Linked DNA regions of Mus musculus: all the other regions are linked to region 3. Evidence: chromatin contacts called from public HiChIP or PLAC-seq and promoter capture Hi-C data. All regions are on one chromosome and are shown on one strand. The core of a region is the stretch at or near the end of the contact, and the rest is flanking DNA. Distances in the headings are between cores, read along the strand shown. Region 1 has its middle 22 kb from the start of Tc2n. Region 2 holds the start of Tc2n (tandem C2 domains, nuclear). Region 3 holds the start of Fbln5 (fibulin 5).

Region 1 (3,512 bases), core at 108-2,607, 78 kb after region 3:
AATAAATGTTCTTCAGCCATGTTCCCCTGGAAACATACTGCATTTATTCTCCCCAGCAAAGGTCACACGACACGGTGACACATGGACAATGGATCTTTTGATATGGCTTTTGGTCTCGTGTCCATCCCCAGCCTACAGCATGTCTCCAGTCTAACGTCCTTTGCTAGCTTTTATTTCAAGGGATCTAAGAGTCATGTGGTCACTCGGTAGGATGAGGCCAGGAGAGATCTAATTGAGGTCACCTTTCGTAACTTTACATGAGGATTTGGTAAAGTAAGTGGCGTGATAAGGGACAGCTGAGCCATAGAATGGCTGGAAGTGTATGGCAATGCAACTCAGAACCAGAGAGTTTCAGAAGGCTTCGGTGGGAAGTCATGACTGCCTCTTCAGCCACATGCTAGTGTTGCATAGAGAACCTCAAGGGACTCTGGGCTCTGATGTTTGTTAGAACTATGGCCACAGCCTAAGTATTGGTAGCTCTGGGAGCAGTTGGAGCACTTGTTGGTTACACTAAATGCACAACTCTTTCCCACTCCTACTCCATGACTTCTCTGCTCTTCTTTCTTTCCCAAACTTTTATTGAGCACCTGAACCCTTCTAGGTGCTTAATCATGCCCCAAAGGGCTGGTGTGTTATTTTTGTCCTTGGTCTCCTTTTAAAAACTCACTAGCTTACCTCACACCTTTCATCCTGTCCCCTCCTTCACCTCTCTGTTTGCCCTCCTTCATGTCTCTGTTATTCGTAACTCAAAAGTCAGCTAAGGACACCTGACCACTATAAGATCTAGAGAATGTCGCTGTGATTTCTTTGTCTCATGCCCTGTGGAAATGGAGACCTTTCATAGTTCCAAAGCCCCACAGAAGATGCAGGGCAGCCATGATTTCTGTAGCCTTTTTGGACTCCAAAGCCTCAACTTTTCTTGAATTCCTTTCGTTCTTAAGCCCATCACCTATTAAGAGATTCTTACCAGTGGACCCCGATGTGACATGATACTTCTTGCTTGATTTCTACAAAGACAACATGAATAGTGTCCTCCATAATTCATGTCTACTTGGAACCTGGGGGTGTAAACCTAGTGGAATGGGGTGTTAGCACACTTGCTTGGTCAAATGAAGACAATTTTCTAATGGGATAGGATGAACCTTTAACCCAGTCCTGAAGTCCTTACAAGAGGAGTAGACAGCCAGAGAGATTTAGAGAGAAAGGGGCAGCATGAAGGCTGGGCAGAGCTGGAGTGTCAGCTATATGCCAAGAACATTGGGGACTTCTGGGAGTTATCAGAGTTAGGAAGAGGCAGGGAGGAACTTTCAAGCCTTCAGAGGATTGTTGCCATACAGACAAATTGACTGGGGGATGTTTAGCCCTCGGCATTGTAAGAGATTACATTTTTGTTGTTTTGAGCTGCCCAGTGTGTGACACTGTCATGACAACCTCAGAAAACAAACACACACCATGCTTATCTGGGTGTGTGGCCAACTTCCCCGAGGAGTTGGGAGTGCAGGGCAATGACATTTTAGCTTTCCACTCCTGTTTTCTACTGGCTTCCTCTTCCACTACCCATCCTTCCCTCTCCCCTATTTAACTTTCCCCTTCATTTCTCCTTCCTCTGAGGGCTCCAGGCTTCTGATTCATCTAACTCTACTCTGAAGGATTCAAGATCGCAACCTAATATTTAGGTCAAAGCCTCCCAGGATGCTAGGTTGCACCAAGGTCCTCTGTGAAGAATAGCAAAGGCAGACAAGGGCTTTAAAAACTGTTCACATCATCTCTCTCCTCGTGGCAGATATAACCATTCTCTACTTCCTGTTTTTCATCTGTTCAGAGAGGCAATGTTACAGAGAGTTCAAGTTACACAGAGTGGAAGTCAAGAAAACAGTCTGTCAGTCATGGCTGACTATACTGTTTCCTGTTCTAGATGCTGCCCTTAGGAAGAGTTTGACGCAGTAGCTATCAATCTGTGGGTCATGCCCTTTTCACAGGGGTCACATATCAGCTATCCTGCATATCAAATATTTACACTATGATTCATAGCAGTAGCAAAGTTACAATTATAAAGTAACAACAAAATAATTGTGTGGTTAGAGGTCACCACATGAGAGCTGTGTTAAAGGGCTGCAGCATTACGTACTAAAGGAATTTAAGAAGTTACTCTTTCTGGGATGAACACTCTAGAAGACCACCCTTTAGCTTTCTTCCTTAAAACCTTTTCCAGTTAGTTTGTTTTTTCCCCAATGTTGAATGAGAGTCTTTTATGTTCTATTTCCACTGTCTTCTCTGTATTTGATCTCATCTGTGTCTACATGCAGAGAGATTTGTATTGAAATTTGACCATATTTTTCATTTTGTTTTCTCAATCATTGTTATTTCTAAAACTTGTTGGGGGAATATTTTTCTTTCCAATTAAAAAAAAAAATAAGACTTAAGGAAAATGAAGCCCAACATCATCTGCATTTGCATGGCAGAGCTGACCTTAACCCTGGGATGTTCCCTTCCTGCAAAATCCATGTTTTTTTTTTTCTTTTTCAAATGAGAGCTGCTGGTTTTAGCCTGGAATAGCTGCTGGCCAGCCTGAACCAGGAACTTTGAGTATACAAGCTTGACTCTGTTTTGAAATCATACCATGTTTAAATAGGTTTCTATTTAATCAAGGTTATTAATCAGTTTGGAGAACTCTGTATCTTGACTCTGGCTTCAGAAAAATAGCCTTAGTAGGTTACATGAATATTTTGAAACTCTGTCTTTACTTTTTTTTTTAATTCAATAAAAGTTTGCACAAACAATGCATCCCACAGGAGAAACTTATGCCAGATCCCAGATGTCTACCACATTTGCTTGAGATATTAGAGTTCATGGCCTCTTGTGCTTATTAAACCAAAATATGTAAGCCCATAGAAATGATTTTTAATAAGCAGGAGTCAGGCTGAATTCTGGGCAACCACAGCACTTCAACCAATGTTCTCATAGCAGATTTTCATGTGTGTGTATGTGTGTATGTGTGTGTGTGTGTGTAAATTTTAAAACAGCTAAAGCAGAAAGTACAATAGGAGAAAATATAAGATTTCTAGTTTTGATACAGTTCTACCTCAATTCAATTAGTATATACAGGAGTGTTAAAAAAAAGTCATGCTTTAATCCAGAGTCTAATGTTGAGTTCAGAATGCTGTGATACTAGTGGCCATCTCCTTGGAGCTGACTGCAATCACTATACTGTTCTGCCCATGGTACACATTTACTCCTCATACTTGTCATCTTCACCACTTCCATTGCCTTTCTGAACATCTTCCTCTCTCTCCTGGATGAAGGTTGTACAAGGTCTCTCTGCTTCTGTTTCTGCCCTCTCCCCCTTGCAGTCTATTATCACCCAATAGTTGGAATGATCTGTAGAATTATCAAATCACTCATGTGATACTTTTACTCCAAACTCTCCAATGACTTCTCAGCCTAATCAAATGAAGGCGAATATTTTAAAAATAGCCCATGCCGTGTCCTTCACCACAAACTTCAGCTCATGC
Region 2 (3,497 bases), core at 146-2,645, 100 kb after region 3:
AGTTAGGAAGGATTGAAGGCCCTGAAGGGGAAGGGGACACCACAGGATGACCAACAGAGTCAACTAACCTGGACCCCTGGAGCTCTTAGAGATTGAGCCACCAACCAAAGAACACACAAGGTCTGGAACAAGGCTCCAAGTCCATATGTAGCAGACAGGATGCCTTGTTTGACCTCAGTGTGAGAGGATGCTCCTAATCTGGCAGAGACTTGATGTGCCAGGGTGGTGGGGGAGACTCAAAGGGAGCATCCTCTTAAAGGAGAAAGGAAGGGGAGATGGGGGTAGGGACTCAATGAGGGAGGGATTGGGAAGGGGAGCAGCATTTGGGATGTAAATTAAAAAAAAGGGGTGGGTGATACATGGCCTTGTAGTTGACACAGGCAGTAGAAGACACAAAACAACCATAGTGAAGAGACTTGAACTGAATCTGAAAAATTTTAGTTTATGTTATTAATTTACATGCATGGTGTTTTGCCTTCATGTGTAAGTCTGCTCACAGAGGCCAGAAGAGGGTGCTGGATCCCCTGCAACTGGAGTTATAGATAATTGTGAACTTCGAGTCCCGTCTCCTCCCCCCCCCCCCCGGGGGCGCTGGGAATCAAATCCCAGTTGTCTTTAAGAAAACCACTGAAAGGTCTTTTCAGTTTATAATTAAACGTTTTATAAAGCATTAAAAGTCACAAAAAAACCAACTTCTCTGTTTTGAAAAAAGGGTACAGAGACAGCTCCAGCAAAAAGACTGAGTTTTAGGGGAGCCAAATTCAGAGTTCATCAGGCCAGTAGCTTTCCCTCTTTCCTTCTCCTTTTGTTTCACTCAGCACACTTCAAGTTCTGCCTGGTTGGGTTTGGTCTTTCAGGAGTGAGGATGCCCCAGGTCTTCAAGCTAGGTCCTGCTTAGAAACCAAGACAGCTGGAGCACTATTGTTCTAGGTGCTGAAAGTCCCACTCTGAGGGGCGGAGCGGACGCGAGGAGGGGCGGGGCTGTCCTGGGAGGCGGGAATTCTGAGGTGGTGGGGAAGGGTACCTGTTTGAGTGAGTGAGTGAGTGAGTGAGTGAGTGAGTGAGTGAGTGAGTGAATGAGTGTGTGTGTGTGTGTGTGTGTGTGTGTGTGTGCGCGCTTGCTTGCTTGCTTGCTTGTGTGTTTTCTCCGTAGGGCAGGGAAGCATGAGAGGAGGGGGAGTAGCAACTTAAGAGCGTTGACCCGGCTTCCCCAAGGAGGGCCGGGGCTGTCCTGGAGACCGGTACCTCTGGGGTGGAGGAGGGGCACCTGACGGGGTGAGGGGCGTGGTGAGGTTTTGTTGGTCCTGAGCGAGCCGGGGCCCACAGGGCCGTGAGGGGCGGGGAAAGGGGCGTGGCCGCGTGAGGTGCTGGGAGGAGCTGAGCGCTGCTGTGTCAGTTACAGGTAGGCAGCCGGAGCGGTGGGACTCCTCCTTGGCGGTGGGTGCCGCGAGGGCGCCCGCCCCTCGAGAGCCCTGAGTGAAGGCGCCGGGAGGAGCGCCAGACCGCGGCGACGCAGGTGTGTCTCTCGCTCCGGGCGGGCTTCTGGGGGCTGTGGGGCGCGTGCGAGAGCGGCCTCTGCCCGCGGGCTTCTGGCCGAGGTGCAACGCAGCCGGGTGCTTTCAGTCTCTGAGACTCTTTAGCGTCCGTCCGTCCGTCCAGGCTCGCGGTGGCGTAGGTGCGCCGGCTGTTCCCGAGAGCCCATCGGACGCCTGCGGTGCGGAGGCCGGTTCCCTCCGCGAGGCTGGGCGGGTGGCCTCAGTGAGACGCCGGACCGCGGCCGCCCTGGCGCCGACCCGAGCCTGCCCCTGTCCGCTCGGGTTCGCGAGCCTCAGGTGCGCTCCGGTCTGTGAGAGGCGAGCGAGGCAGCAGCCTCGGGACTTTACCTGCGAAGCTTTGGAGCTGCGAAAGGGTGTCAAGTGCCAGTTTCCCATTTCTTTTTGCACTTCTCAATATGGTTTCTACCTCATATGTGCTTTTTCTTTCTCTCTCACGCTCTACTATGATTTTCCTTCAATATAGGGAGATAGAATAGTTAAGTTGTGGGATAGATACCAAACCAAACATTTGTTTAGAATATTTTAAAGGAAGGATATTTTAAAGGAAGAATATTTTAAAGGAAGAGCATATAGTTTTTGCTTTTGTAATTAAAATATTTTTTGGTAGGCAACCGGTAGAGTTGTATCTTCCCTTTTACCGTAACAGAATCTACAGCAACCCCCATTTTTTCCTACATGTTTAATATTCAACTTGATTAAAACCATTTCTAGAAGGAAGTTAATAGTATTTGGGTCTGAGATTCGAGGGCATTTGTTTTTTTATCATTCCCTTTGTAATTGTTTTTCAGTACAGATTGCTAGTGAACATTTTGCCCTTATAACTAGGAGAGAGTACTTTTTTATCCTTCACAAAAATTTAACTAGGTCTTGAACTTTGGTTCATTTGAATTATAATTATTCACGAATAGAACTTATTGATGAAGAAATTAACTCAGGTTGAGAGAAAACAAGTTAAGGTTCCTTTAGGACATCTGGCAGTGTTGTCTAGCTGGCAGCAAGATTTATCGGTAATAGGTTTTTCTGAAGCTAGACTCAGAAATTGTGTAAGGGTATAAAAGACCGTTTAAGTAGGTACAGAATCAGAAGAGAGAAAGACCACAGAAATTATGAATATTTTAAGTGATGGGTACAGGCAACCAAGGAGACTGAAGAGGCTTTGAGAAAAAAGAGAAATTCTAGAAGACAGTGGAAATAGGAATCAGGAGAGGAGAGTTTTAATGAAGTGTTCAAGTGACATGAGTCAAATGGATTAGGAAATAAAGTACCTATTGACTTTAGTAACTAGTGGAGAGGGTCTTTGCTTTCAGCATACGTAATTTGAGTCAAATAGTAAGGGCAGAAGCCAAACTTGAATTAATTTGAGTTGTAAATAGAGGATAAAGAAGTAGAAAATAGTGAGTGTAGAATCTATATTTTGAGAAAAATTAGGAACAGTGACAACAATGGCTATTAGAAGGGAGTTTATTGTGAAATTGGAAAGAATATAAAGACCATAGAATAGCTTTTTGTTAAAATCCATTTTCTTCTCTCAAACTTTGGAAACTGAGAACAAGTAGCTGATCACAATGAATAGCACTATTTATAAATTGTGAATAATGATATTTTAGTACTGCATCTTGTATATTGGGTTCAGGAGTTGCTATTAGTATTTAAACTACAATTCAGATTGTATTTAACTTGAAGTCCAGTACTATGATACTTTAAACTTGCTTTTGGGTCATTTGACTTCTGCAGGTATGTCCTAATGATTCTCCTAGATGTCTTATGTGGAAATCAGGTCACAATTGCTGCATATATTAGTTAGAGCCTTGGGTTTAATAAGCATTTACAGGAAATGCTCTTGGATTACAACTTCTGTTCTGATTTCCATTTGAAGTTTTGTTATTATTCTACACTTCAGATGAGTACTTTAATGAATATATTACTTAGAAGTATGGAAAG
Region 3 (3,530 bases), core at 143-2,642:
GAACCCAGGTCCTCAGCAAGAGCAGCCAATGCTCTTAGCCATCTCTCCAGCCCCTACAATCATAGTTTTTATATTAATCTAATAAAATTGGTCTATGTGACTACCAAGATTCTATTAGAACTATAAAGTATATTAGAAAGCCTGCAATATCAGTGTGTGAGGAGCCTCTTCAGCATTTTAAAACATGTTATAGCACAACATCATGAAACTCAAGTCTATGTTCCTTACTGTACGAAGTGCCTTGGCCAGAAATTACATCAGGTACTTGAGAGGTTCTTTTGTACTCCCTCCCAGTCACTGCCGACTTTGAGCTTTAGACAGAGCAGCAGGCCAGGGTGCACACTTAGAGGTCTAGCTATTTTGATGGGTTACTCTCATTTATTTCCCAATCTGAAATTCTCTTTATTTCGCCCCTTTAGTGCAGAACTGGTGGACTTGAAGGGTTTTTATAATCCTAGCTACTAGAACAATGGACGGGAGGTACTATCTCATGAAGGAGATGAACCTAAATGTAGTTTATTCTTAGCCATTTCATACGCCCATAGTAAATAAATCAGGTCAGTTGACCTCTGAGCTTCAGCGGAATCAACAGCAGTCTGGCTGCTCTAGTTCAGTCTAACGAGATTTTAGAGTAAGAGTCCGTTTCCTTAAAACAGTGTTAGAAAAGAATAGGATGTAGGCTTCAGAGACTCGCTGGCATCTCTGAGAGCCATGAGGCAGTGGGGAAGTCACTCGACCCCTTTTATTCCCACCTCCAAGGAAACTGAACCAGTTTCTACTGTACAGAGGCATATGGGGGGGGGGGGGACTCTGCCCCTTTGCTTTCTGAACTGTAGGTCGGGCAGTTGAGGGTCCAAGAGAAGGTTCAGGCAAGGAAGGTCTTGCGGTGTAGCAGTCTGGTCGTCGTGTCTTTTGGAGAGCAGTGTCTTTGGCACTTTTGCACTTGATAGAGGGTTCCAGAGCTATGAAACGAAAGGGAGTGGGGCGGGGCTTCCAGGGCCCAAGTGTAGCCCACCATTCTTTAGGCTTTTCGCTGTTGACTTTTACAAATCACCTTTCTACTTTGAAGGCCAGAAACAGCAACAGCAGCAGCAACAACAACAACAAGCTAAGGATAACGAGGTGAGGGCGGCCAAGGAGAGTTCTCAGCCATTGCTTGCTCTTCCTGGTCCGCCCTTACCCCCACATCCCAGCTTAGGGGTACCACGCTTGTTCCAGCCCGTGATTTAAGCCTCGGGTTCCCAATTGCTCACGCGTCTTTCGTCCGTGAAGCCGCCTTGGTGTGAGTTCAAGTTCGTGCTGCCACAGAGCCTGATGACACGCCCCCTCGCACGCGCCCCGCTCCGCCCTGGGGAGGCCGGGCGCCCCCCAGCCCCGCGCTCTGACGGGCTCCCCTCCCAGCGCCGAGCACTTGGCCCTGGCAGACGCCCCAAGATTGTTGTGAGGAGTCTAGCCAGTTGGTGAGCGCTGTAATCTGAACCAGCTGTGTCCAGACCGAGGCCCCATTTGCATTGTTTAACATACTTAGAAAATGAAGTGTTCATTTTTAACATTCCTCCTCCAATTGGCTTAATGCTGAATTACTGAAGGGGGTTAAGCGAAACCAGGTGCCGGCGGCGAGGGCTCTGCAGTGGCTCCCAGCACCCGGCACTGTCCCGGCCCTCCGCGCTGCCCGCTCGGCCCCTCCGGAACCAAGCCGCCCCAGTCCCACCGCAGAGCCTGCCTTCCTCGCGTCGCTTCTCCTCCCGCGCATCTTGGATATGCCAGGATTAAAAAGGTAGGTTGGAAGGCGCCAGGAACTGTCTCCAGGCTTGAGAAACCTAACTCCAGACCTGATGGGTGGAAAATAGCTATGGCTGAGATTCCGCCTGTGTCAGGGCACTGGAAAAGACTTTTAGCTAGTGATGCAATGACCCTGTTAATTACAAAAAGCTGCGCCCATCTCAAAGTCTTCGTTTGGGAGTGGGGATTTTTCTAACAGCGTCAGGAGTCAGCATCTCGAGAGAGGCAGCAGACAACCTCTCTAGGTCATTTCTCTTTCTTTTTGGAAAGGGCAGCAACGTTGTGCGCAGTTTATAAACTATCACACTACATGTTTTTTAAATTTGGGAGACTGCTGACTACGGCACCAGCAATTGCTTTGCTGCAACGGCTGTGAGACAAGCAGAAGTCTCCGAACACTTCTGTCTGCGTTTGCTCTATGTGTGTGATTTACAGAGGGAATGGGACCTAGAAGTTTCGAGCCAATGCACAGTGGACTCTGCAGACAGAGACGCATGTAAGCAAATGTTTTGCTGTTCTTTGCGGAAATTGCAATTCCAGTCAAGTAATCCTTGAGCCTTGAGGAAGTTTAAGGATGACATCTGTTCTCCCTTTCTCCAGTGTCTCTTGAAAATATAGCTGCCCTGCATAGATCTACACACTTTCTCTGTGTGTGTTTGCATGTGGGAGGGGTGCATGCATGCGAATACAAACCGAGCCTCATTATGGTAAGCCATAGTTAATATTACCATCCCACATCTCTGACCAGCAATGTCTGTCACTGACAGACAGTTGGAGGGTCTGTCCTCCTCCTCCTCCTCCTCCTCCTCCTCCTCCTCCTCCTCCTCCTCCTCTTTTGGATGGTGGACCCAGATTCAAAAGAAAAGGGTTGAGACAGTTTCTCCTCCCCAGTATTAATTATACTTCAATTTTGGTATGATTTCTTTCTGGAAAGCTTCTCTGTTAGCCTAGAGATTATTTGGCCCCCAGGACCCAGCCATAGCTCTTCCAGGAGGCTGGGCTTGGAGCTGGCCAGCCCTGGTCTGGCTTTCGCCAAAAGGAATGGGGAGTGGGGTAGGGGGAGAAGCCGGTAGGGTTAGCATGCCTTTTCCAGTCTCTCTCAAACTGTACTGCATACAGTCAAGCTGCTCTGTCTCCAACATAAACGAGACGGGATTTTATAACCACCTGAAAGGAAACTTCATGAGAAGAAACAGGAAAACATTGAAATTCATAATCTACAGACTGGAAAATAAATTTGTTATTGTTCTCTTATTCCTTCCAGATATAAAGTCTGGCTCTTGCAAATATAAAAAAAAGCCCAGGGATTTGGCTCTGCACTTTATAAGGTCAGAGCTGTCTCCAGTGTTGGAGAACCTGGCTCACATAGGCAGTTAGATGAAATGGAAACCTGTCTACTCAGGATTGGATCTGGGACTCCGTGAAGGAAGTGGGTTTGCATCTTCCAGTACCACATCGGGCTCAGTTTTGCCTGGGTGCCTGGGTGCTACCTTCCCTCTGTGTCCTCTACATACCTACTGCTATTTCTCCTGCGCTGTGGGTCAGGGATGTGAATGAGCTTGGAATTTCTTGAGCACTCATTCTGAAAAGGCCCTGGGGACTACAGAGTCATGGTGCTAGGTGGGTAATGATAAGCCTCAGGCTCCAACCAGGTCCCCAGGCTCATAGCCATGCTGAGAAACAGTCAAGATCGCCCCCTTCAGGAAGCTTTCTCTGTTGACTCTTGACATTCTTATCAAAGCGAATCT

What was found. Promoter capture Hi-C pulls out the DNA fragments that hold promoters and counts their contacts. HiChIP or PLAC-seq counts read pairs in DNA pulled down with a chosen protein or histone mark.
Region 1: a contact with region 3 is called in an H3K27ac HiChIP or PLAC-seq map of heart atrium, with 2.6 times the contacts expected there. The contact joins the enhancer-like site here to the promoter of Fbln5 in region 3. A contact is called at or near these places in 10 of 39 promoter capture datasets (the 3T3-L1 cell line, cranial neural crest, embryonic stem cells and 4 more), 2 of 484 Hi-C or Micro-C datasets (nephron progenitors and spermatogonial stem cells), 1 of 115 datasets of contacts at active chromatin or transcription factors (heart atrium) and 1 of 9 other capture datasets (adipose tissue).
Region 2: a contact with region 3 is called in a promoter capture Hi-C map of embryonic stem cells, with 2.6 times the contacts expected there. The contact joins the promoter of Tc2n here to the promoter of Fbln5 in region 3. A contact is called at or near these places in 9 of 39 promoter capture datasets (cranial neural crest, embryonic stem cells, frontonasal cranial neural crest and 3 more), 5 of 484 Hi-C or Micro-C datasets (brown adipocytes, embryonic stem cells and palatal mesenchyme) and 1 of 9 other capture datasets (adipose tissue).

The regions. Positions count from the first base shown.
Region 1 is chr12:101,738,621-101,742,132 of GRCm38.p6, reverse strand. No RefSeq gene overlaps it. Among named protein-coding and RNA genes, the nearest start is that of Tc2n, 22 kb to the right of the region's middle. Within about 2 kb of position 1,357, at least 14 of the 459 cell types and tissues checked have an H3K27ac peak or open chromatin away from gene starts, as enhancers often do. A contact at or near this core is called in adipose tissue, heart atrium and liver, where this site is marked.
Region 2 is chr12:101,716,421-101,719,917 of GRCm38.p6, reverse strand. Tc2n (tandem C2 domains, nuclear) reads left to right here and starts at 1,395. Exons shown (of 12, transcript NM_001082976.2): 1 at 1,395-1,516.
Region 3 is chr12:101,816,981-101,820,510 of GRCm38.p6, reverse strand. It overlaps Fbln5 (fibulin 5), which reads left to right and starts at 1,392. Exons shown (of 11, transcript NM_011812.4): 1 at 1,392-1,777. The coding sequence starts at 1,761.